Regions from separate parts of the Mus musculus genome. Here regions 2, 3, 4, 5, 6 and 7 are each linked to region 1. Evidence: chromatin contacts called from public HiChIP or PLAC-seq and promoter capture Hi-C data. All regions are on one chromosome and are shown on one strand. Each heading gives the region's core, a stretch centred on a gene start, on an enhancer-like site or on the middle of the called end of the contact. The rest is flanking DNA. Distances are from core to core; before and after follow the strand shown. Region 1 holds the start of Arnt (aryl hydrocarbon receptor nuclear translocator). Region 2 holds the start of Pias3 (protein inhibitor of activated STAT 3). Region 3 holds the start of Ankrd35 (ankyrin repeat domain 35). Region 4 holds the start of Rbm8a (RNA binding motif protein 8a). Region 5 holds the start of Polr3gl (polymerase (RNA) III (DNA directed) polypeptide G like). Region 6 holds the start of Txnip (thioredoxin interacting protein). Region 7 holds the start of Hjv (hemojuvelin BMP co-receptor).

Evidence for each region. Promoter capture Hi-C pulls out the DNA fragments that hold promoters and counts their contacts. HiChIP or PLAC-seq counts read pairs in DNA pulled down with a chosen protein or histone mark.
Region 2: a promoter capture Hi-C map of pre-B cells shows a contact between it and region 1, with 4 times the contacts expected there. The contact joins the promoter of Pias3 here to the promoter of Arnt in region 1. A contact is called at or near these places in 2 of 39 promoter capture datasets (liver and pre-B cells) and 1 of 9 other capture datasets (liver).
Region 3: a promoter capture Hi-C map of pre-B cells shows a contact between it and region 1, with 6 times the contacts expected there. The contact joins the promoter of Ankrd35 here to the promoter of Arnt in region 1. A contact is called at or near these places in 2 of 39 promoter capture datasets (liver and pre-B cells) and 1 of 484 Hi-C or Micro-C datasets (B cells).
Region 4: a contact with region 1 is called in a promoter capture Hi-C map of liver, with 5 times the contacts expected there. The contact joins the promoter of Rbm8a here to the promoter of Arnt in region 1. A contact is called at or near these places in 2 of 39 promoter capture datasets (both in liver).
Region 5: a contact with region 1 is called in a promoter capture Hi-C map of liver, with 4 times the contacts expected there. The contact joins the promoter of Polr3gl here to the promoter of Arnt in region 1. A contact is called at or near these places in 3 of 39 promoter capture datasets (liver and pre-B cells) and 1 of 115 datasets of contacts at active chromatin or transcription factors (pancreatic cancer cells).
Region 6: an H3K27ac HiChIP or PLAC-seq map of microglia shows a contact between it and region 1, with 6 times the contacts expected there. The contact joins the promoter of Txnip here to the promoter of Arnt in region 1. A contact is called at or near these places in 3 of 39 promoter capture datasets (liver and pre-B cells), 1 of 115 datasets of contacts at active chromatin or transcription factors (microglia) and 1 of 9 other capture datasets (adipose tissue).
Region 7: a promoter capture Hi-C map of liver shows a contact between it and region 1, with 7 times the contacts expected there. The contact joins the promoter of Hjv here to the promoter of Arnt in region 1. A contact is called at or near these places in 1 of 39 promoter capture datasets (liver) and 1 of 9 other capture datasets (liver).

Annotation. Positions count from the first base shown.
Region 1 is chr3:95,432,811-95,436,039 of GRCm38.p6, reverse strand. It overlaps Arnt (aryl hydrocarbon receptor nuclear translocator), which reads right to left and starts at 1,650. Exons shown (of 22, transcript NM_001037737.2): 1 at 1,479-1,650. The coding sequence starts at 1,503.
Region 2 is chr3:96,695,280-96,698,508 of GRCm38.p6, reverse strand. It overlaps Pias3 (protein inhibitor of activated STAT 3), which reads right to left and starts at 1,433. Exons shown (of 14, transcript NM_001165949.1): 1 at 1,314-1,433. The coding sequence starts at 1,337.
Region 3 is chr3:96,668,690-96,671,918 of GRCm38.p6, reverse strand. Ankrd35 (ankyrin repeat domain 35) reads right to left here and starts at 1,788. Exons shown (of 14, transcript NM_001356538.1): 1 at 1,470-1,788. The coding sequence starts at 1,508.
Region 4 is chr3:96,628,337-96,631,565 of GRCm38.p6, reverse strand. Rbm8a (RNA binding motif protein 8a) reads right to left here and starts at 1,638. Exons shown (of 6, transcript NM_001102407.1): 1 at 1,538-1,638; 2 at 1,205-1,264; 3 at 1,012-1,089; 4 at 564-700; 5 at 1-134. The coding sequence starts at 1,604. It also overlaps the pseudogene 6330549D23Rik.
Region 5 is chr3:96,592,511-96,595,739 of GRCm38.p6, reverse strand. It overlaps Polr3gl (polymerase (RNA) III (DNA directed) polypeptide G like), which reads left to right and starts at 1,559. Exons shown (of 8, transcript NM_027241.4): 1 at 1,559-1,656.
Region 6 is chr3:96,556,314-96,559,542 of GRCm38.p6, reverse strand. It overlaps Txnip (thioredoxin interacting protein), which reads right to left and starts at 1,586. Exons shown (of 8, transcript NM_001009935.2): 1 at 1,058-1,586; 2 at 579-654; 3 at 326-473; 4 at 108-210. The coding sequence starts at 1,307. It overlaps Gm15441 (predicted gene 15441), which reads left to right. Exons shown (of 4, transcript NR_040409.1): 3 at 1,146-2,257.
Region 7 is chr3:96,523,592-96,526,820 of GRCm38.p6, reverse strand. It overlaps Hjv (hemojuvelin BMP co-receptor), which reads right to left and starts at 1,636. Exons shown (of 4, transcript NM_027126.4): 1 at 1,491-1,636; 2 at 219-392. The coding sequence starts at 306.

The sequences.
Region 1 (3,229 bases), core at 401-2,900:
AGACATGGGCTATTTTGCTACAAGGTCTGATTTTCTCTAACATTTTTCAGTTGTATAGTTTTATTCTATAATTCATCAAATATTCCAATAGTTTCCTGACAATTTACTTCATCTTCATGTAAAAAAAATAATAATTTAGGATTTAAAAAACTGATATTCAGGGGCTGAAAGGAAGGTTCAGTAGTTGTGAGTATGTGTTACTCTTCTAGGACCTAATGTCAGTTCCTAGCATCCACATCACGGGGCTTTCAACTGCCTGAAACTCTTGCTGCAGGGGATCCAACACCCTATTCTGGACTCCTCCCATTCCTGCACTCACAAGTAGACATTATCATATACATAATTTCTAAAGCTTAAAAATATTTTTTTTAAAGTTGATATTGACACATGAATTTGAAGCCAACCTGGGCTACATATAAGTTCTAGGACTCTCTCTCTCTCTCTCTCTCTCTCTCTCTTAAAAAAAAAGGCTGTTTCCAAAAATAATGGGAAAACAATACATTTCCCAGTGTTTCAGCTATTGTGTGTATGTATATACATACGTGTGTGTACCCTGTTACTGTAATATAGTACATTAACAAGATAAAATTTAAAAGTTCAATGTGAAATAGCAGAGACCAATATTACACAACCCTCCCTCCAAACTCTTCGATGATACAGACTTCTGGGAAATGATGGATTTACTTTGTTGGAAAATAACAAGGTAAATTAGCCCAACTAAAATGAAATACTTCCTAAGATGTAACTGAATACAGTAGAAAGGACTGAGAGGGAGACTGCAGTGATCCAAAGTCAACCGGGGGCTGGAATGAGACAAGACTCAAAATAAGATGAACGAGAGACAGAGACAGACAGACAAACAAGCAAGAGGACGTCCACAGACAAATGGCGCGGGACATTTTTCTGAAAGAACAGGAGTTGCTCCACCTCGACCTAACAAGATTTAAACCTGGGTTCTGGACTAAAGACCTGTCCTGAACTATTACCATTACCCAAACCTCTGCCTTCAGCAGCAAGACACTAATAACTACGCTAAAACCCTAAATTTCAAAGTATAGGAGTTACAAGAATCTGAGCAGATTCTCAAAGAACTAAGTTTTCCATTTAAATGTAAACCAAGTGTAGAATCAAGCAAGACTTTGCAAAACGTCAACGTGGCCCCGTCTATAGCCCAGTTTACGCTCGCAGTTACACCAAGTCAGTTTGCCCAGTTACTTACTAGGCATCAGGGGAACATCAGCTGGCAGAGGGTTAAAAGACCACAACACTCCCTAACACCGCAGGCAGAGTGGAGACGCTGGCCAAGCGCCACCACTACTCCAGAAGTTGGGGCACGGAGCCCCCAAACACCCGTCACCCGTTCCCCAGGTCCTCCGGGCAGGGCGCCTCCTCGACACCCCTCCCCCAACACCCGAACGCCACGGCCCTGCTGCTCTGCTCTGGCTCTCCGCACTTGTCAGTCCTTTCTGCCGCCTCACCTGGGTTAGCTGTAGTCGCCGCCATGGTCGAGATGGCACCGTCCCTGCGCCACCCTCGGTGGGAGGGGCAGCCGCCACCGAGCTGGGGGAGGGGAGGGAAGAGCCACTCCGCAGATTAGGCACCTTACCGCCGCCACCGCTACCGCGGAATCCAAGATGGCGGACGCCCACCCCCCTCCCCATCCTGGGCAGAAGACACGCCCCAAACTATGGGCGCGGTCAGTCTCCAGACAGCCTCCCTGGGAGAACTGGCCAATAGAAACAGTAAGTCGCCATAGAGGCCGGGCTAGTGACTCGGCCAGTGAGTCCGGTGACCCGAGGAGTGCTAGGAAGCCTGAGCTAGGAAGCCAACCAGCTGTTTCCCTAATCCGGCCTTCTCGGCGTCAGAGATTCATAACCAAATTGACGTCAGTGAAATGCAAAGAAAACGAGCATTTTACTAAAATGTTTTCTTTCTTAGTGGGCTCATCAGCATATGCTTCCTACAGACGATTTGTTATGCAAACCCTCTTTATAGGTTCTAACACAGGGATCACTAATCCATTCTAGGTTGTTTTTTCTTTATGAACTTTTGTCACTAGTAAAAGTCCGATAACTAATTCTTAAGAGTTGGCTCTGAAGCTGGTAGGAAAAAGCTGGGTGATTACGTGGTACCAAAGATGCCAACATTTGAAATGGAGACAACGAACAAAGAATTTTTATTAAACAAGTATTCCAGAACTCAGAATGCAAAGACCAGTCTGTACTACAAAATGAAACTAGTCCCTTTCTCTGCCCTCCAAAAGTGAGGTGTCCTATGTCACAAGTTTTTTTAAAATGACAAGGTAGTAAACACACAGACGTAATGTCTAATTATAAGAACTGAGCAATTCAGAACAGACAATGTCGACTCAAAACACTGTGAGATAAATTCTATAATTTTACAAATCAAGAACTACAAGCAGGGGCTGGAGAGATGGCTCAGCGGGTAAGAGCACTGACTGCTCTTTCAGAGGTCCTGCGTTCAAATCCCAGCAACCACATGGTGGCCCACAACCACCCCTAATGAGATCTAACGCCCTCGTCTGGTGTGTTTGAAGACAATTACAGTGTACTTATTTAGAATAATAAATAAATCTTTGGGCCAGAGAAAGCAGGAACTGAGTGAGCCGACCAACTGGAGTGGGCGAGGTTGATTGGAGCAAGCAGAGGTCCTAAAGTCAATACCCAATAACCACATGAAGGCTCACAGCCATCTGTACAGCTACAGTGTACTCATATACATAAAATAAATAAATAAATCTTAAAAATATATATTTAAAAAAAAAAAAGAACTACAAACAGATCCAGGCATAGTGATGCATGCCTTTAATCCTAGTACTCAGGAGGCAGAGACTGGCCAATTTCTCTGAGTTCAATGCCAGCCTGGTCTACATAGTGAGTTCTAAGACAGCAGGAGCTATATATAGAAAGACACTATCTCAAAAACAAACAAAAACCAAAGACATGAAACAAAGGCCACCTTGCAAATTAATCCAGTAGTGAGAAGCAAAGTGAATGAAACTAACACCCAAAGTCTATTATATTCATCACCATGTATATGTGGACTGGGGGGAGGAGGGTAATTTTGTTCTTTGAAACAAGGTCTCATGTAGCCTAGACTGACCCCAAATTCACTATGAGGATGAAAATGGTCTTGAATTCACCCTCTCCTTCCAATGTTAGAACTATAAGCATATGGCACTACTCTTTGGCTTGTTGTCAGTCTGATT
Region 2 (3,229 bases), core at 184-2,683, 1.3 Mb before region 1:
GGGGGGGGGAACGCACAAAATGTCTGGATTATATAGGGAAGAACCTTGGGGGAAGGGCAGCCCAGCCCCTGGGCTGGAAAGTTTAGGGTTGAGGCCTTAGAATGCCAGGTAGGGACTGAGGGATGCTGGGAGAACCTGGAGGCCAGGGCTGCTTTGAGATGTAAAATATGCACCTCAGCCCCCTTGTCCTGGGGTCTGAAACCAAACAGTCCAGAACTACCATCTTCCTTCTTTCTCTCATACATGGTATATTCATAGATAGCCACCAGGGTGGGAACCAAGGCAAACTTCTCAACAGAGACCCCAAGAGAATGAGAATGGGGTCTGTGAACCAAAGCACAGAAGTCAGCTCTTAAACGTGGATGGCCCAATGGCTAGAACTCAGGCTTACTCGGGACAAGGATGGGGCGAAGCCAGAAGATGGGGGAATGAAGGTCTAAGGTTCTGTAGGATATCTTCTGGTGTGGTTCCTTGGAGACTGTGTTGTGGTGGGGCAAGATCTCTCTCCTTCTAGGGCTCCCTTCTGTGAATGTCTAGAAGACCTAGTCACGGGTGGACCATTAGCTCTCCCAAGTTCTTTTCCTCCTGGTCTCCTTTTCAGGAATGTGATGAAAACCTTGTCCTTCTCTCTACCTTTCCATCCTTGGCTCCTCCTACTTGTTTTTATTTCTCCACTGGCTCAATAACTTTTTTTCTATCCAGTGGTTCACACTTCTCTACCTCTCCAACCACAGGACCTCATTAGGACAGTTCCTTACTCTAAGCCTCCAGGATGCTCCTGCCTCATCTCTTAAGGTACGCTCCTGTACAGCCCCGCCCCCTTACGTCTCAGCCCCCCTATCGGTACTGCCCAAGGCTCGGATGCCCACAGCAGCCCCAAGCCTAAGCTTCAGGTCCCCGGGAGCTTGATAACATCTGGTCCTCGGGTCCCATCCCTACGGCTCCCCCTCACTGTCACACCTCTTGGCCTGATGGACTCACCCCTACGCCTCTAGAGGAGCTTTCCCTCGCCCGCCTGTACCCTGCAACTACCTACTACTAAAAGCGGCTACGGCCCCGCGTCCCCGCCCCTTGTGCCTCGGCCCTCCGGGGCGACAATTCCCCCCTCCGCCCCACCCCTGCATCTGCCCTGCGGCCCCGCCCCCGGGGCGCCACCGCAGCCCCTTTTCGCGGCCGCTGCCCGCGCATCCCTGTAGCCAGTCCCTGCCACGTCGCCCGCACCCACCCCATCCCGCTGCGCCCAGCCTGGTCGCCTCCCCGCCTCAGCGGGCAGCCGAGCGAGTCCTGCTGGGGCTGGGGGAGGGGGCCGGTACCTTTAACTCGCCCAGCTCCGCCATCTTGAGACATCGCAGGCGCCCCAGCCCGAGCCGGAGCTCAGGCCCAGGGACCGGCGCAAACTCTCCGCCCCAGCGCCGGCCGCAAAGGCCGCCTGCTCCGCCCCGTCCGGCCCCCTACACCTCCCCTTCCCGGCCCCGCCCGCCGGGCTCCGGACCGCCGCCGGCCTCGCCCCTTCTCCTGCAGCCGGATGGCCGGGGCAAGTCTCCCGGCGGCGGGAGACACGGTGGCCCCGCAGGGAGTGTGCAGCCCGGGGATCTCGGGGCCCTGCGGGTAACGACGAGAAGGCGGACCCGAAGGGATGGGCTTTTAGGCAGCCAAGGATACTTGAAAGATGGAGGGAAAGTATCCGGAACTGCCGGAGCTCCGAGGGATGGGGGAGGGGCGGCGAAGTTGGAGCCCCTGTCCCCCGGAGATCTCCGCCGCAAGTTTAGTTAGCGAAATCCCAGAGTCCCGCCAACTCTGAAAGTGATGCTCTCCTGTCCTTTTTGGGGGAAGTTGGGGACTTGCGAACTGTTGGAGACGGCTGTTCCGAATTCTTCACCTCCCCCGAACACAGCAATTACAAGCTTAGGTCCTGCTAGCGCCATACGACTCAAGGCTTGACAGGCAACAAAGTTGGGTGCGGAAAGCAGGACTTACCCGCAGAGTTGCGGGGGTGAGCCCCGGTGCAGAAAGGGCTCGCGCAGCTCCGGCAGTCTGCTGCACGGCTGGAGTTCAGTCGGGCAGCTGGACGCTGCAGCCGCAGCACCGCCCGGGCCTGAGCTCCGCCCGGCCAAGCGTTGCTGCTGGGGCCGCCCCCTCCAGGGTAAGCCCGCCAGGACCTCGGAGAGGGGAGAGGGGCGGAGCCCAGGAGCCGGGCGGGAGTTATTAACTCCTCTGAGCGCTGAGGAGAGAAGAGATTCTGGGCATTCAAAGTTTGAGTAGTCCTTTGATCCCTTGCGGGAGGGAGTGTAGAGCCTGGACTGGGCTGGACTGGGACTATGTGCATTGGGACTCTGGTTGTTTAGAAAGGTTATAGGATGAGATCTCCATCTATCTGGGGGAAAACCTGGGCTACAAATGGAAAATAAGCAGCCCAATCCCTACAGATAACCCTCTATCTCCCAACCTCCAAATATGCTTTCAGTAACTAGGGATCCCACAGTTGGTGAACACAAGGAGATACAGGTACAGAAGACACACTTCTGCCCCTCTTTAAAGTGCCTACTTCCTCCTCCAAAGCTTTGGACCCTCCAAAGGGCCCTGTTTCAACCAAGTTGGTCACTTAACCTGACGATTTGAGTAGTTCATTTCTTTGTTTGTTTGTTTGTTTGTTTGTTTTTCGAGACAGGGTTTCTCTGTGTAGCCCTGGCTGTCCTGGAACTCACTCTGTAGACCAGGCTGGTCTCGAACTCAGAAATCCACCTATCTCTGCCTCCCGAGTGCTGGGATTAAAGGCATGAGCCACCACTGCCTGGCTGAGTAGTTCATTTCTATATCTATAAAGATAGCTACTTTAAGGCACTGTTCCTTATACTAGTTATCGTAAAAACTCCACATTTTATAGTTGTTTGGGGCCTCAGGGATAATGTCATTTGTCCAGTAAATATTTGTAAAGGGGGGAGGTAAATATTAAAGTGGCAATCAGGGATTGCTAGGTGCTGAGGGCTTAAAACCATTCGAAAGCTCAGTCTGGCATCAGAGGCAAGTTGTACAACAAACATGCAAAATAATAAAAAGCTCTAGTAAATACTAGGAATAATCTCATTTAGTTTAAGCCTTCAGTGTAATCCTTTCCATGAGCCCCAACCTAAGCTGCAGGCCATAAAGTGCTAACAATATTTCTAGTGCCTGTTAATTATACTTGACTACTTCCTGGTTTTGTTCCTAGGGAAATAACCACCCTCTCCTA
Region 3 (3,229 bases), core at 539-3,038, 1.2 Mb before region 1:
AGAGCTAAGCCAGTGTGTTAAGAACCCAGGTAGCCGCAGTTTCTGTTATCTGTAAGAGTAAAGGCCCTTACTGTTTGGTCAGTGTGTAGAAACTCCATGCAGAAGCAAATGTAAATGGGACAGAGACAGGCCTAGACAGTTCTTACTCTTGCTTCACAGGTTTCTGCCAGGTTTCTGTGGCCTGCCAGGCACAGTGAGATAACCAAACATTTCTCACATCTGCTTATGAATGAATGACGCGTCAACTAAGCAATATTAGTACCAAGGGACTCATACCCCCAACCTCCTCAGAAGACGCCATTCCCTCCACAGAGGGCCACTCCGGAAGAACTCTTTAGAGAAGGACAACTGTATCCTCCCTGAACCACCATCTTCCAAAATCTTTGTTTTGCTCTAGAGGGGAGAGAACGGAGAAGAGAGTAACCCTTGTCAGGAACTCTCTCATTGTGATCCACTCTGTCTTCTCCTTCACCATCTCATTCCCCTAACTCAATCAAAGAAAATGAACACAAATGCTAAACAAGACAAAGGAATAATTGGGGGTGGGGTGGGATGGGGGGAGAACCAGACAGAACTTGATTGGTCCCAAGAACCAGTCTGAAGACTAGACAGTACAGAGAACTGGCCAGGGTAAATTCTGCAGGCAACTCACCCAGGCTCTTGGGGATCAGCCAGGAGACTTGTCTGTCCTCTGACAGCGTTTGTCTGGCTAGCTAGGTTGCAAGGTTAAGCCACTGTAAGCAGGCAGGAGGTCCAGGCAAAAGGTAGAGGAAGTAATATTGAGGAAAAGGTCACTGGAAATTAAGAAAACAGAGGCCCCATGTTGGACAGACGCTTGGAAAGAGATTTGGATTGGTGCTTGAGAGAGTGGAAGAGGCAGTGTCATGGAGTGGAAGAGGCAAGTTTGGTAAAGGAGGCTGTGAAGAAGGGTTGGAAGAAGGCACTGGGGTGAGAATACTTTGGGGGCAGAAAATACTGTTAGGGGCAGAAAGCAAAGAGTAAAAATGGAGCTATGTGAGAGAGAACGTTGTGAGAAGGCAAGGATGGAAGTGAAGCTATAGGGCAGGAATTAGGGATAGAAGTAGGAACGGATTTAAAGGCTGGGGTGGGGGCGGGCAGATGTCTGGAGGTGGGTTGGTACTGGGAGCCGCAGCTGAAGTAGAGACCAGGGTCATTGGAAGAGAACAGAACTTTAGAAAGCATACCAGAAGCTGGAAGCCAAATATGTTGGGAAAAGGAGCCAAGGGGAAGCACCTTGGGAAGGAAAAGATTAAGGGACAGGGTTTTAATAACACCCATAAGTTCAGTTACCAGGGCTGGCGACCGCATTATCAGAACTGCTAACATCGCAGGAAAGACTGATGCAGGCAGGGTTAATGCGATCATCCATGGAGATGGGACTCAGGACTTCTGTCAACACAGGGCTTGAATCCCAGCCACAGCCCTTCTCCCACACATTTGGCACCTACCGCCACTTGTGAACTGGAGCAGGAGAAGATGCGCTTCATGGCCGGGGCTAGGGCCACGGGGGGACGGGGACGCGCAGAGAGCCGGGCCACAAGTTCCTAACCCAACTCGGCTACGGCTGTGCCGAAAGACAGCTGTCAAAAAGCAGACTGGGTCCCGCCCCAAGCCCCGCCCCAGATCCCACCCCGCTCAATCGTAGACGTTCAACTGAAGGCTGGGCTTAAAACCCCGCCTCTGGCCCTGCCTAACCCCGTCCCTGCAGAGGCAAAAAGCCCGCAGTCTTTTGCGGCCACCCTGGCTGGCTCTCAAGTTCCGCCCTTCAGCCGAAGCCCGCCCCCTGTAGTTACCTACCGAATCCAAGAGGGATGCTCGCAGCCTCCGCACCAGCGACTTCCAGGCCCTAAGTCCCCCGTCTTTCTGCTTGGAGCTCCACCCCCAGTTCCGCCCCCGCCCCCTCTCAAGGACCTCCACAAGCTTCGATGTCACCAACCTCTTTTACCAGTTAATGACTCTTAGTCATAGCCATGACCTGTGTGTGCTTCATCCCCTCCCTCCCAACGCCCCAAGATCTTCTATAGAGTTTGGAAACGTGATGCACTAAGCAGACTTGATCACCAATGGGTGATTTGTGACCCACTGCAACCAGAGGTTGGACAAAACTCAAAGGATCAAGCCGATCACTAACGCAGATCTTAGAAAGCAGCAAGGGGAGAGTTTTTACTGTCTGCTTCCCCACTCCAAGAAACAAACAAACAAACAAAAAGTCCGACCTTCCTTATCCTTTAGACTCACTTCTTAGTAATTCTTGTTTGACAAGTATTAGTTGCAGCCAACTGGTCTGGCCTTCCCATCTCTCCTTTCTCCTCCCTGTAAACCAAGCAAGCCCACCCAAATACTCATGGAACCCTATGGAATAAAGCCCAAAATTCTTTTTAGAAGTGTTTTACATTAATTCATTTACTGAGGCATGAGTATGCGCTAAGGGTGGGCACCCTTGTGGAGGTCAGAAGACAACCGGCGTTGGCTTTCTCCATTCACCTTGTGAATCCGGTGCTTGAACTAAAGTAGTGAGGCTTAGCAGCAGACCCCACCCCCACCCCCGCCCCCCCAAGATGCTATAGGCCCAAAGTTCTTTTCTTTTTTCTTTCTTTCTTTTTTTTTTTTTTTTGTTTGGTCGAGACAGGGTTTCTCTGTGTAGCCGTGGCTGTCCTGGAACTCACTTTGTAGACCAGGCTGGCCTCGAACTCAGAAACCTGCCTGCCTCTGCCTCCCAAGTGCTATTATTACAGGCATGTGCCACCACCGCCCGGCTTAGGCCCAAAGTTCTTAACATGGTTTTCAAGGTTCTTCTGAAACAGAAGCCTGAAGAAGGTGTGGTGACGCATCCGCCTTTAATCTCAGCACTCCGGAATCAGAGGCAGGTAGATTTCTGTAAATTGAGGCCAGTCTTGTGTGGTGGGTCTACATAGCAAGTTCCAGGACAGCCAGAGGTACATAACAGAGAGATCCTGTCTCAAAAACCAAAACCAGAAGCCTGCCTTCACTCTCAGTATTTTCTGGCAAACTTCCAAGTTTAAACTGTTGTAGCAGACCATTCATTCATAATGCCCTTTGCAACTTTTTTTTTTTTAAGATTTATTTATATGTAAGTACACTGTAGCTGTCTTCAGACACTCCAGAAGAGGGAGTCAGATCTCATTACCATGTGGTTGCTGGGATTTGAACTCCGGACCTTTGGAAGAGCAGTCGGGTGCTCTTACCC
Region 4 (3,229 bases), core at 389-2,888, 1.2 Mb before region 1:
CTCTTGCCCTTTGGTGGTCCACGAACAAAACACCAGTCCACACTGATTGGCTGCCCCATCAAATCTTGACCATTTAGTCCTTCCATGGCAGCCTGAGCCTCTTTGTATGTTTCATATTCAACTAGAGTATACCCCTAGGGGAGCATATAAAAGTATCAAAGCTTAGCCAGGCGTCACACACACACTTTTAATTCCAGCATTAGAGAGGCAGAGTCCAGCCTAGTCTACAAAGTGAGCCCAGGACAGCTAGGGCTCTGTTATACAGAGAAACCCTGTCTCAAGACAAACAAACAAACAACAAAAAGTATCAGAATTTTACTTCACCAACCAAGTACTCTTTTCCTTAAACCAGAAATGCATAGTTACAAGAAAAATTTCGCAGCTATACACCACATATCCCCATTATATACACAAACATGCTCATTCTGTTTCTGTCTCTTTCATGTGGGTAACAAAATCAATTTCCAATGTCATTTCACTTCCTACCTGTGCTTGATCAACTCACAAAAACAACATAATCAATGTATCTAAGAGTTGTAAGTGAGGGAAGCAAGAAAATCTACCTTCAAGTATCCCGTGCGCCTGTCCAAATTAAGGTGAATATTTTTTATTTCCCCATATTCAGCGAATTTGTCATGGATATCTTCTTCAGTGGCTTCTTCGTGGACTCCAGTGACAAAGAGAATCCAACCTTCAACAGCTGTTGGGTAGGGAAAGTGTTGTATGAACATGTAAGCTAAAAAGCCCAGTATTCAGGAGGCAGAGGCAGGCAGATTTGTGAGTTTGAGGCCAACCTGGTCTACAAAAAGAGTTTCAGGACAGCCAGGGCTTAACAGAGAAACCCTGTATCCAAAACAACAACAACAAAAAAACCCAAAACCAAACAAACTAAAAAAGAAAAATTCTGAAAAGAACCTACAATAAGCAATTTTCTGAGACTGGTTAAACAACTCTTTACTTTGCATTTGAGTGCCAGTGCACACAGACTCCCCATAGGTCCTATTTACTTACAGCGCTGTGGTCCAGGTTCATCGCCGTCCTGCTCCACACTGTCGTAATCCTCCCGCATCCGCGCTCGGGACCCCTCTTCTAAAAGAATTCATACCAGATCACCGAAAACTGTCCTCCAAATGTGTCCCCCTCACACTCCCAAATTCGCGGGCTTCTGCCTCTTAGACCACTCTACCCTATTCCCCACACTCACCGGAGCCAAAGCCGCGGCCCTTCCGTTTCTTTGCTTTTTCTTTTAGTTTGTGGATGCTTTCTAGAGTTCCAGGTGAGAAAATAAGAAGCAACAAAAATAAGAGTCATTTGAAAAAAAAAACAAAAAAAACCTGTCGCGTTTCCTAGACTATCTGGAAGCTTCGACACAGACTCCAGCTTCAGTCCCTTCCCAGTTCCGCCCCTAATTCCTTTCCCAAGGGGGAGGAGTCTATCTTTTCAGACCCAGTTCGTGGGGTGACGTCCCAGGAAAATTTCTACTGCATTCCCCTCTCGCACCTTCCCCTCTTCCCGCAGTCGCCTCCACTCTCCTCACCGTCCCCATCCTCATCCATGGCGAAATCTTCGCCCCCCGCCTCGTGAAGATCCAGCACGTCCGCCATCTTGCTTCTCTCGGCGCTTTCTGAGTCTCTAGAAGCTAAGCACCTCGGGAAGCTGTCGCAGAAGAAAAACGTCACGAGTTAGGCTGACCAATTAAAGGTTGCCTCCAAGTCCCGCCCTCGGCGCGGTGAAAATTCGCCAATGTAGGCGGCCCCACTATGAAGCGCTAGAAACGTCCAGCACTCTGGGACCCCGATGGAGCTCTGCGAGTATGAGGCCGTAGGCTACATGGTTTGTGATTGTGTTTTGTTTTCTTTTCTTTTGAGGCAGGGTCTCTCTATATAGCCCTAGCTGGGCTCGAAGTTACAGATATCCAACTATATTCCCCTTCCACATGCTGCTGGGATTAAAAGCCTGTGCTACCACGCCGGGCTCCAAGGCTACAGAATGAGACCCTTTCTCAAAAACATAAAAAGTAAAATAAAGTGGTTTCGGAAGTTCTACAGCCAAGTTGATCAGGTAGATTGAAGGTCCGGAGCGCAGCCGCGTTGGGGCAAATTTAAAGGGTGAGTGAAGTCAGTGACTTTCTCATAAAACTTTCAACTAGCAAGAAATCCTTTGATACATATCTACATATATGGGTTTATTGAAATGACTTACGGGCTGCAGTCCAGCTAATTGGAGAATAACTAGATGTGTCCAGAAAGTCGAAGAATCTAGTATTTGCTTAGTTCCACAAGGCTGGATGTCTCAGCTGGTCTAGAATCCAGAAAAAGTAGGCTCCAGTGCCGGTGAAGAAACGGACTTATGAGCAAGGCAAAGTGCAAAAGTTTCCTTCATCCATGTTTTTATATAGGCTTCAGCAAAAGGTGTGGCCCAGGTTAAAGGTGTGCCTGCCCGCTTTAATCCCAGCACTTGGGAGGCAGAGGCAGGCAGCTTTCTGAGTTCGAGGTCAGCCTGGTCTACAGAGTGAGTTCCAGGACAGCCAGGGCTACACAGAGAAACCCTGTCTCCAAAAACAAAAACAAAACAAACAAACAAAAGATTAAAGAAAAGCCTGTGTCTTCCTGCCTCTAGATGTAGCTCAGAGGTGTTCTTTCCTACCTAAAGTCTGGACTAGAAGTGGATCTACCCACTCCACCAAACAGAAAATCACAGGTGTGCCCCTCATTTCTGGATTTGTAGTTCATTCCAGAGAGAGTAAGCCTGACAACTGAGAAGAACCATCTCAGGTGTTTTTGTTTTTGTTTTTTTTCTTTTCAATACAGGGTTTCTCTGTGTAGCTCTGGGTGTCCTGGAACTCACTCTGTATTTCGAGGCTGTCCTCGATCTCAGAAATCCGCCTGTCTCTGCCTCCCAAGTGCTGGGATTAAAGGCATGTGCCACCACTTCCCCGCTCAGGTGGTTTTTTTTGTTTGTTTATTTTTTATTTATTTGAGTACACTGTAGCTGTCTTCAGACACATTAGAAGAGGGCATCAGATCCCATTACAGATGGTTGTAAACCACTATGTGGTTGCTGGGATTTGAACTCAGGACCTCCAGAAGAGCAGTCCGTGCGCTTAACCACTGAGCCATCTCTCCAACCCAGTTTGGTTTTTTTTTGTTGTTGTTTTTTTTTTTTTGGGGGGGGGAATTCTGGTTTTTTTTTTTTTTTAAGATTTATTTATTTATCTATTATATGTAAG
Region 5 (3,229 bases), core at 310-2,809, 1.2 Mb before region 1:
CATCGGATGGGTATTAAGGGTTTGGAAAGCTCACCGAGGGTCTTAGAGGACTCAAATGGTGGACGCCACCAAGTACAGATACAAAAAGTCACGTTCCTGGGAAAGGAGGAGAAACAGCCGGAGGGAAATCACCCACTTTTATTAGCTATTGATGTGTGCCGAGAGATGTGCATACATACATCATCTCCAACCCTCACAACTCAATGAGGGGGGAACTATTGTCTTCCTGCAACAAATGATAATGAGGTTAAGCAAGTTCCCCCAAAGCGCTACAGCTATGTTTTTATACTATTCCAAAAACGGAGTATGTGTCATCCACATGCAACTTCCCAGTCTAGAGGCCATTTTCTCTGACCTCTGTCATATTCTTGTTGACTGACTCCTAGTTTTACATCCATCCTGAAGTATTTCCCTTTACTTCTACTCTGTAAAAAAAATGACTCTTTCTATTCTGCCCTCTTTCCTTGAAGGGGCTTGAAGGGCAGTGGAAAGTACAGAAAGAAAAAACCCACTGGGTTCCTGCCTTCTCTCCCCAATTACTGCTCTGGTCCCAAGCCCCCTTCTCTCCCTCACTTCTCAGACACCGCAACAATCCGCATTTGGGGCCTGAGCTTGGTAGCAGAGTCAAGAGTATCAAGAGTTCAAGGCCAGCCTAGACTGGGTAGCCAGACCCTGCCTTTAGAGAAAAAAAATCTTTTAAAGATTATTTATTAGTAGTGCTGGTGACTGAGGAAGAATAATAAAGAGGGTGTGTGTGGTATGTGTGTGTGTGTGTGTGTGGTGTGTGTGGTGTGTATGTGATGGCCTAAGCCAGAAGAGGGCGCGGGAGTCCGGTAGTTGGGAACCTCCTGGAGTGTTTCTCTGTGTGTGTGTGTGTGTGTGTGTGATGTGTGGTGTGTGTGTGTGTGTGTGTGTGTGTGTGTGTGTGTGTGTGATGTGTGGTGTGTGTGTGTGTGTGTGTGTGTGTGTGTGTGTGTGTGTGATGTGTGGTGTGTGTGTGTGTGATGTGTGGTGTGTGTGTGGTGTGTGTGTGGTGTGTGTGTGTGTGTGTGTGTGTGTGTGGTGTGTGTGTGTGTGTGGTGTGTGTGTGTGTGTGTGTGTGTGTGTGTGTGTGTGTGGTGTGTGTGTGTGTGTGTGTGTGTGTGGTGTGTGTGTGGTGTGTGTGTGTGTGTGTGTGTGTGTGTGTGTGTGTGTGTGTGTGTGTGATGGCCTAAGCCAGAAGAGGGCGCTGGAGTCCGGTAGTTGGGAACCTCCTGGAGTGTTTCTGGGAACTCCTGCAGGCACAGCTGTTAACAGATGAGCAGTCTGGTTTCTCTGACCCAGGGCTACATTTCCCAGCAGCGGTTCTCCTCTTCTGGCTCCGCCACGTGTCTGGATGAGCTCTGAGTAGCAGGACATCTTAGCCATCTAGTTCGGTCTGGGCATAAGAGGTGAATTCTGCAGCCCCAGGTCTCAGCGCGCCACTTCCCAAGCCTCAGTTCCGGTTAAGCTCGCTCCCTCCTCCTCCCCTCCTCGCCCGCCTCCGCTCTCGTCGATTGGCCAGGAAAACCCACCAATGGAGAGCTCGGGGAGGCGGGCCTAGAACGAGGGCTGGAAGAAGAAAAGCAAATTTCAAGTTGGCGGCTGCGTGGGCCCTGAGTGGGGGAGGGACGGCAGGTAAGGCTTCGACCTGGTGGCTCTGACCCGGTTTGGTTCGGTACTTCCCGAATTAGTCCCTCGGCGCCGACAGCGACGTAGATAACGCTTTCTGTCAGCCTGTTGGATCAGCCCCCTTCTAAATCCCTCCCCTTTTTCCCCGGGCTCTCACTGCTGTCTTGACTGTACGCCGGAGACAGCTTGCTGTCGCGCCTGGGGACAGATATTAAAGCAGGAGAGGAAGGTTCATTCTTGTAGCTCAGACTCTTCTATGGTACCAGCTTCTCCCGCACCCATTAACGTAACATTAGCCCCCTGTCAAGAGCCTGACAGATTCTTATTACCTATCAAGTCAACTGAACCGCTACCCTCTACCCACCACTTTCCTAGACCACCGTGAAGAATTTATTGATCCCCGACCTGACAAAGTCCGATTATCACTATTGGAATCTCTTTAATTTTTAAAATTACATTATTTGTGTGTGTGTGGGGGGGGTACGTACAAGCCATGGCTTACGCAAGGAGGTCAGAGGACAACTTGAGCTAGTCAGCCTGTTTCCTGGCCACTTGGCAACACGAGTATTTACCATCTCACGAGGCTGACTTTTTCCATCCCTCCCATGCTTTTATCGGCAGACTCTTGCTATGTAGCCCATACTGGCCTCCAGTTTGCATTCCCCCTGCCACAGTACCCCCGGTGTTAGGATTATATGTTCTCTTTCACTGTTTCTATTCTATGAACGGAAGGTTTGATGGGACAGATTGGGGTACTTAATACATTGTGTTCAGTAAGCGTTAATCGAGTGGAATTGATTTGTGGGAACCAGTGCTCTTGTCAAGGAGGACAAATTTAAACTCCTGATATAATTAGGGAACAATAAAAGACAACATTATATAATTAGGGGTCTTTGAACTGGTGGTTTATTGCATTAATGTTTTATAGTTATTCTCAGACCAGAGAAGGAAAACAACAAAAAGAACCAGAAGGGAGTCTTTGTGACTCACAGAGTCTGTAGACACATGTTCAAAAGACAGATATTTACTGAGAACCTACTACATAGCAGACACAGTGCTAGACAACCGGGATCACAATGAACCCTCTGATAACATCTATTCAATAAATTGTTATTTAGTATGTGGGAAAATATTTTCGAAACCAGTTCTTTCTATGCAGGGCAAACAGGCTGACCTCCAACTTATGACCCTCCTGCCTCACCCTTTCTGGGATAACAGGCTTGTACCACTGCACCCCAAATAAGCTTTTTTCTTTTAAATTGAGAAATGTGAGTCCGGTCTTACAAATGCTAAGCATTCATTCTGCCCCTGAACTACACCCCTAGCTCTGAAACAGCATCTTTAGGAAGAGAACTCACTAGCTCTTTTCAGGTCGGTCCACTCTTTCACTTTTTCCTTTGAATTTATTCAACTTAAACTTACTTATTATTAGTGGGCCTGGGTGGAGTGTGTACCATGGTGCATATGTGGAGGTCAGGCTGGCCCCAAACTCACCATGGAACCAAAGATGAATTGAAATTTCTGAATGACAGGCTTGGCCCAAGGCTTTCTGCTAAGCGAGTGTGTTGTTGCTGTTGTT
Region 6 (3,229 bases), core at 337-2,836, 1.1 Mb before region 1:
ACAGCACTTCCTCTGCCTCTACCCTACGACCCTCTCCGTACCACCCCCAACCCCCCCACCCCCAGTTCTGGCTATCCTGTCTAGCATTTGAAGCAGTATGTTTTTACCTTCACAGAATCCTTTTCTGTCAATTCGAGCAGAGACTGACACACGTCCATCAGGAATGAACATGCAGGAAACTTTCTTCTCCTTTTTGGCAGACACTGGTGCCTGTGTAAAAGGAAATAATGTTTTGAGATATTTCAACCCCCATGCATCTAATTTATTATCCCTGACCAAGAAGAATTTTAAAACCTTTTTAAAAACAAAAACAAAAAATCCTCACCATTAGGTCAGGGGTATTGACATCCACTAGATCCATCACTTCGAAGTTTTTCTTTGCCTCTTGAGTTGGCTGGCTGGGGCGATCGAGAAAAGCCTTCACCCAGTAGTCTACGCAACCATATTTTCCTTTAAAGGATGTTCCCAGGGGCCTGTGTCAAAACAATGAACCAAAATTAAGGCTAAGAACTGTAAGAGATCAATGGAGGGGGAAGACTTAGAAATAAGAGTGCAAGGTGCACACGGTGGATGCCTACCCTTGAGGAAGCTCGAAGCCGAACTTGTACTCATATTTGTTTCCAGGCCTCATGATCACCATCTCGTTCTCACCTGCTGGGAAACAAAGACAAGGGGCCATTAGGCTTCTTGTTACATTTTGAAAGCGTCAATGAGGAGTGCCTGGGCAGTAGACTACCTTACTTCACTTCCACTTTCATCTCTTACACTATGGAAGAAAAGATCCCAGAGCACTTTCTTGGACAGAAAGTTGCGAAATCCACAAATACATTAATCTTTAAGTAGTAGCTAAGACAACACTTTCAGGAAACAGTACCTCAGAAAGTGTTCAAATCACTCTAGGGGGGTGAAGGGTAGTGAAAAACTTGCTAATTACAAAGTAAAAAAATATAGGGACCAACAGTTCAAACCATTCAAACGAACAACTCGAAACATTTAGTGGTGCCCTCCCCGACCCACAGACCTCCCAAGTCACCATCAGTCCTGCTGGGAGCAGTACCTGTAGGCTGCTCTTCTAGGAGAAGTGTGTCTTCATAGCGCAAGTAGTCCAAAGTCTGTTTGCACTGCTGAGACCCTTGCATCCACAGGACCTTGGCCACGCCGCAAGCCAGGATCCTGACGGCTTTGACTCGGGTAACTTCACACACTTCCACTATTACCCGTCCGGCCACCTTCTCCCCGCTGCCGTACACCTTCTCGGGGTCGTTGAAGACCACCTCAAAAGACTTGATCTTCTTGAACATCACCATGATTGAGCCGAGTGGGTTCAAGAAAAACGAAAGCCGGAGAGGAAAAAAATCTTTAAGAACCCTTCAAAGCAAACGAAGAGCTCGCCTCCGTAAAGTCAGGGCTTGAAAACCCAAACGAAAATGTAAAGAAAGCTTCAAACAAACCCTAACAACTTTTCCAAAAGGTGCCTGGAAGTTTCAGCCTGCCGGCTGTGCCAAAAGCTTTCAGGAGAAAAATAACAGCTGTCTTCCGCAACTGGAGAAACTCTGGAAACCCCGAGACCAGAGGAGGAGAGTGTCAAGCGGCTGCCGGAAACGGCTTATATAGCCGCCTGGCTTGGCGCTCCACGCGAGTGCTGGCCTGGAGGCTCGTGCAGCCCTCGTGCACAGTTCTCCCATTGGCTACTTGGCCCTTGTTTACCAGGCCTCCAACCAATCAGCGAGGCCGCCGGGGCGCGTGGACACGGTGTGCTCCTAGCGGGGAAAATGGTTGTTGTTCGGGTGCGCAGCCTTGCCAGCAGGAGGGGCGGGGCCCGGGGCGACGGGTGCCCTCCCTCCCCCCGGGAGGCTGGGACCCCGGGACCCTGAACCTCATCCAGGGGACTCCTCTTGGGAGCTGGGTTATTTGGGTGTGTGCTTTGTTTTTTTTTTCCCCCTTCTTTTTTTAGGTGAAAGAAAAATGTGCTTAGGAGAGGATTTCATGACTCGCCTGAGCCAGCGCAATTCATTTCGAGGTGACCATTTATTCCTGGCTCACAAGTTCGCAAGTCTTGTGAAAAACAATCCCATCGCACCGAGGATACTCCAGGATGGAGCGGAGGGCGAGAGTGCAGTCGTGTTAGTGAGAAAGAGCCCACCCGATATGCTCCTATTGCACTTCTATTGAAGAATAAAAGGCTGCGGTCTCTCCAGACGAGAACTTGTCAGATATTTTAAAGTCTGGCTTTCAGTCCTTTCTGGTGAATGCTCTGGTGGGTTCCCCTCATTTCCCCCTCATTTCATGCCCCTATGTGCTGCTACTGTTCCTCGCCCATTACATTCTATTCTGTTCTCTGGAGCGGAAGCAGTAAGGGAGTGTCCACATCCTGTTGCTTATCCCCTCATCTCTTCAGTGTACCTGTGAAGTTGGGGAACATTTTGTATATGTTCCCTTGTTCCTCACTGCAGCTTTGTGAGGTGTTTACTTTCACACTGATGGCTCCCCCGTCCTTGTTTCTCCAGGAAACAAGAGGTGGACAAACCAAAAAAATAAAATAAAAGAAAGAAAGAAAAAGGAAGAAAAAGAACCTCACTCCTTACTTTGTTTTCGAGTTCCTGTCATTCTTTTCCCCCCTCTGTCCTCTCTCCAAATTCACTAAATGAAATGCATGTCCCTAAGCCTGTTTCAATTTCACCGGCGCTGGAGCTGTGTTAGTTTCACTTAGTTATCTGGCAAACCTTGCTGAGAGATGCCTCAGGAGCTGACTAGAGAAATAACTCTTAAGTGTGCAAAGAAACTCTTGTGTGAAGGATTACCTGCAACCCCCTCCCCCTTCGCCCCCTACTCTATTCCCCACCCACCCACCCACTCCCACCCCCACCCCCACCCCGCGCCGGAGCCTTGTCATTGAGTCCTAAACTCCTTCCATATTTGGGCAGAATTATTAGGAGACTATCTATCTCCTTCCTTGCGCAGGAAAATAAAGATGATATAGCCCTGAGATTAAGATGGAGAAGTAAAAAGCGATTGCATGCCTGTTCACCGCTGTTCATAAACAACACCCCCAGCCCCCACCCCCGCGCGCCCTAACTGGGTTGACACCCTAAGGCTAACAAGTTACAACTGAACCTTAAGCAAGCACAGAGATGAACATCACACGGTTCAAAAACATATACACAACACCAAGGCCTAGGAACACCTTGATCCTTAGGGTGTGTTTGTTCCAGAAAGTTAACTAACTAGG
Region 7 (3,229 bases), core at 387-2,886, 1.1 Mb before region 1:
GTCTAAGGACGCCATCTGTGTCCTTCTTCAAGTTAAATGGGAAACAAGACAGGCCTCTTTCAGAGTTGGGAGGTGCTGGGACTCAGCACACATCCCTCCTCACTCTCCCCCCACCCCCCACACCCCCACACCCCCACCCACCCCCACCCCCGCGCGCTCATTCCTACCCAGCATCCTAACCTCTGGATATGTCCAACCCTTCCCTGGCCCTTCCTTACCCTGTCCACAGAGGAGCAGCAGGAGAGTGAGGGTGCTTAGAGTTGGAGGGCTGCCGTGGGGGGACCGGGGACTAGGGGACTGGCCCATACCTATCCAGCCAGGTCCCCCCAGGCACCGGTTCTTCCCAGATGATGAGCCTCCTACCTAGTGAATTTCTCTGGGTACTTCTGTGACTGGAAGAAGAAATTTGGCTGAGTGTGGGGAAAGAGAAGGGTTGGAGACCAGTCAAGATGGTGGGTAGAGAGAGCATCTGAAGAGACCAAAACAAAAATGAGACAGACTGGATCTTGGGAAGAAGGAGGCTTCCAGAGGGTGAGCGTGGCTGGTGAGCCTCTGTGCCCTGCCCCTGCGGCCACCTTCAGGTCCCTTGTGCAATATGCCTACGGGGGCGGGGTGGTGGTGGAGGGAAGGTTGAGTGACCTCAGTGTGCAGAGTCCAGTGTACTGCCCCATCCTGACTACCAAATAGCAGATGTGCCAAAAATGGAGGACCCCTAGAGAAAGTGAGGTTCTGACCATGTCAGTGGGTCCCCAGTAGCACCAGGATCTGATCACGCTTTAAGAACATACTTCTTATGGATCCTTCCCACCAGAAACCACCTGCCGTTTCATTTTCTTCACTGTGTTAGAAGGGCACAAAGGGTAACATGGTAGGCAGACGCCCTGTCTACGATATCACCTTCCCAGTGAAAGGAGAGCCGGTCTCTCAGCCTCTCCAGAGGGCTGACAGTACGATCCCTCTCACAGGATGGGGTACAAATCAAGCATTCAAATTAATATATGTTTCTGTCTAACAGTTCATGTGTTTTTCCAGACCCAGCTGAAAAGCCCAATCCAGACACTCCTGGTCTTTTGAGGAGAACAGATATGGGGGAGGGTCTGTCTCCTTTTCTCCTGTCAAAACCCTACTTTGGGATAAGCATATGAGCAGGAGGTCAGAGAGGTCTTGAGGTAGGGATGGGAGTGTAACTCGATGGTAGCTGAGTGTTTACCATGCTCAAGGCCCTGGGCCCAGTCCTTAGCACTGCCCCCTCCCCCTCTCCCAAGGTCTTGGTGTAATAAGATGGAGAGGAAAATAGGAAAGCCAGAGAGAGGCAGCATTAAACATCAAATGGCCATGGATTAGAAAACATCTAGGCAAGAGGAAAAGTGAAGACTGGGGTAGTTGCTAAGGGGAGATCTTAGTTTTCAGAACAGATGTCTGTAACTTTATGAAGTTCTGGCCTTGACCCAAAAGCTTATCAAAGTGATCGACATTTCATCTGGACTTACTGTTTCCCGAGGTCAAGCATTACTCTGATACTGGGTTCTCGAGCCATAGTTGCCTATTCTGTTGGTCTGCTCCAGCCAGGGGGTCCCCCATCTCTTTCTCCATGATTGCCCCGGAATGGCTGCAGTCTCACTCAGGTCAGAGAGCCAGAGGAGGTTTGGTGTGGGGGGAGGGGGGAGGGAGAGTATATGGTTGGCCCAAGTACTGGACAGCTGAGAGGAGGAGGGAGGTGCCTACTGAGTTGACAGTTTTAAAAATAGCTAGGTCCAAAATTCCAGGAACGTTGGTGGCAGTGGGGTGTGGGAGCTAAGGCAGCAGGAACGATGAGCAAAATAAGGATGGAATATGGAAATATTGGATACCAAGGGAGGGAGAGTATAAAGAAAGATGATGGCCAAGTCATATATCCAACTGTAGCTTATAAGCTGCCACTCAGGCCCTCCAGCATTCCCAGTAATGAACTCAGTATTCCCAGTAATGCCTTTAAGACTGCTGGTGGTGATTTTGTGTGATGCCAGTCACTCACTGCTCTCATCCTCTCTTTACTGAGGATTCCATTGAATTTCTTCTACACATAATACACTGAGGTGGCCGGCTTTGAAGATGGACGGCAAGCATAGTTCAGAGACCCTCCCCCATCTCTGCCAACTATTTCAGAAGCTGAAAGGTCCAGCTGTCCCGAGAAATCCGAGAGCAGAATTGTTTCGAGAAGGGTTTATTCCGTCTGCCCAGATCAGATCTCTGCAGCTGTCTACTCTCTCTCCACCTTTTCCATTACACTAGTTTGTGCAACAATCCCTCCTCCCTCCTCCTCATCAATACAAACACAAAAAACAGAAGCTTCCAGGTTGCAGGGGCCGGGGCCGGGGTAGTAACAGAGGCAGAGAGAAGAATCGGAGTCAGTTTTGAACACTACTGATCCACAGAGGAGTGGCGTTAGATAGGTGAATTCAGAAGGAAGACATTTGGGAATATACTTTTATAGACAAACTGTTTGAAGATTCAATTATAATCAGGGTTTTAGCTATGTCCGTCTTTTCACCTGGTGGCATTTCTGGGACACTGTCCCACAGTACTTGCCAAGGGAAAGCAGCACAGGACTGATTACAAAGTGTGTCACAAAAGCTTCTGGCCCTGTCAGCTCTACATGAAGTTCTACAGGTCCACATGGTACATGGTCCCTTCTCAGGCACGCATACACACACACACACACACACACACACACACTTTACAAGAGAAGTGTGGGAGCACATGTATTTTTTATAATGAATTTAGCTTTTTCTCAACTATACAAGACCATATCACAATAATCTTTTACATTAAGTTATTTAGAACATGTCTGTCTCTGTGTGTCTGTGTGTACCTATGTGGATGTCAGAAACGTTATAGGAGTCAATTCTTTCCTCCCACCATGTGGGCGTTAGGGGCCAAATGTGAGGTTTGGTAGCTAGTTCCTCTACCTACCTGCTGAGCCATTTCACCAGCCCACATCCCAAGAACTTTTATTCCATAAAATTTCCCTGCACTGGATGGTTGGGTGTGTCAACTTGACACAGGCTGGAGTTATCACAGAGAAAGGAGCCTCCCTTGAGGAAGTGCCTCCATGAGATCCAGCTGTAAGCATTTTCTCAATTAGTGATCAAGTGGGGCGAGCCCTGCCCATTGTGGGTGGGACCATCTCTGGGCTGGTAGTCTTAGTTCTATAAGAGAGCAAGCTGGGCAAGCCAGGGGAAGCAAGCCA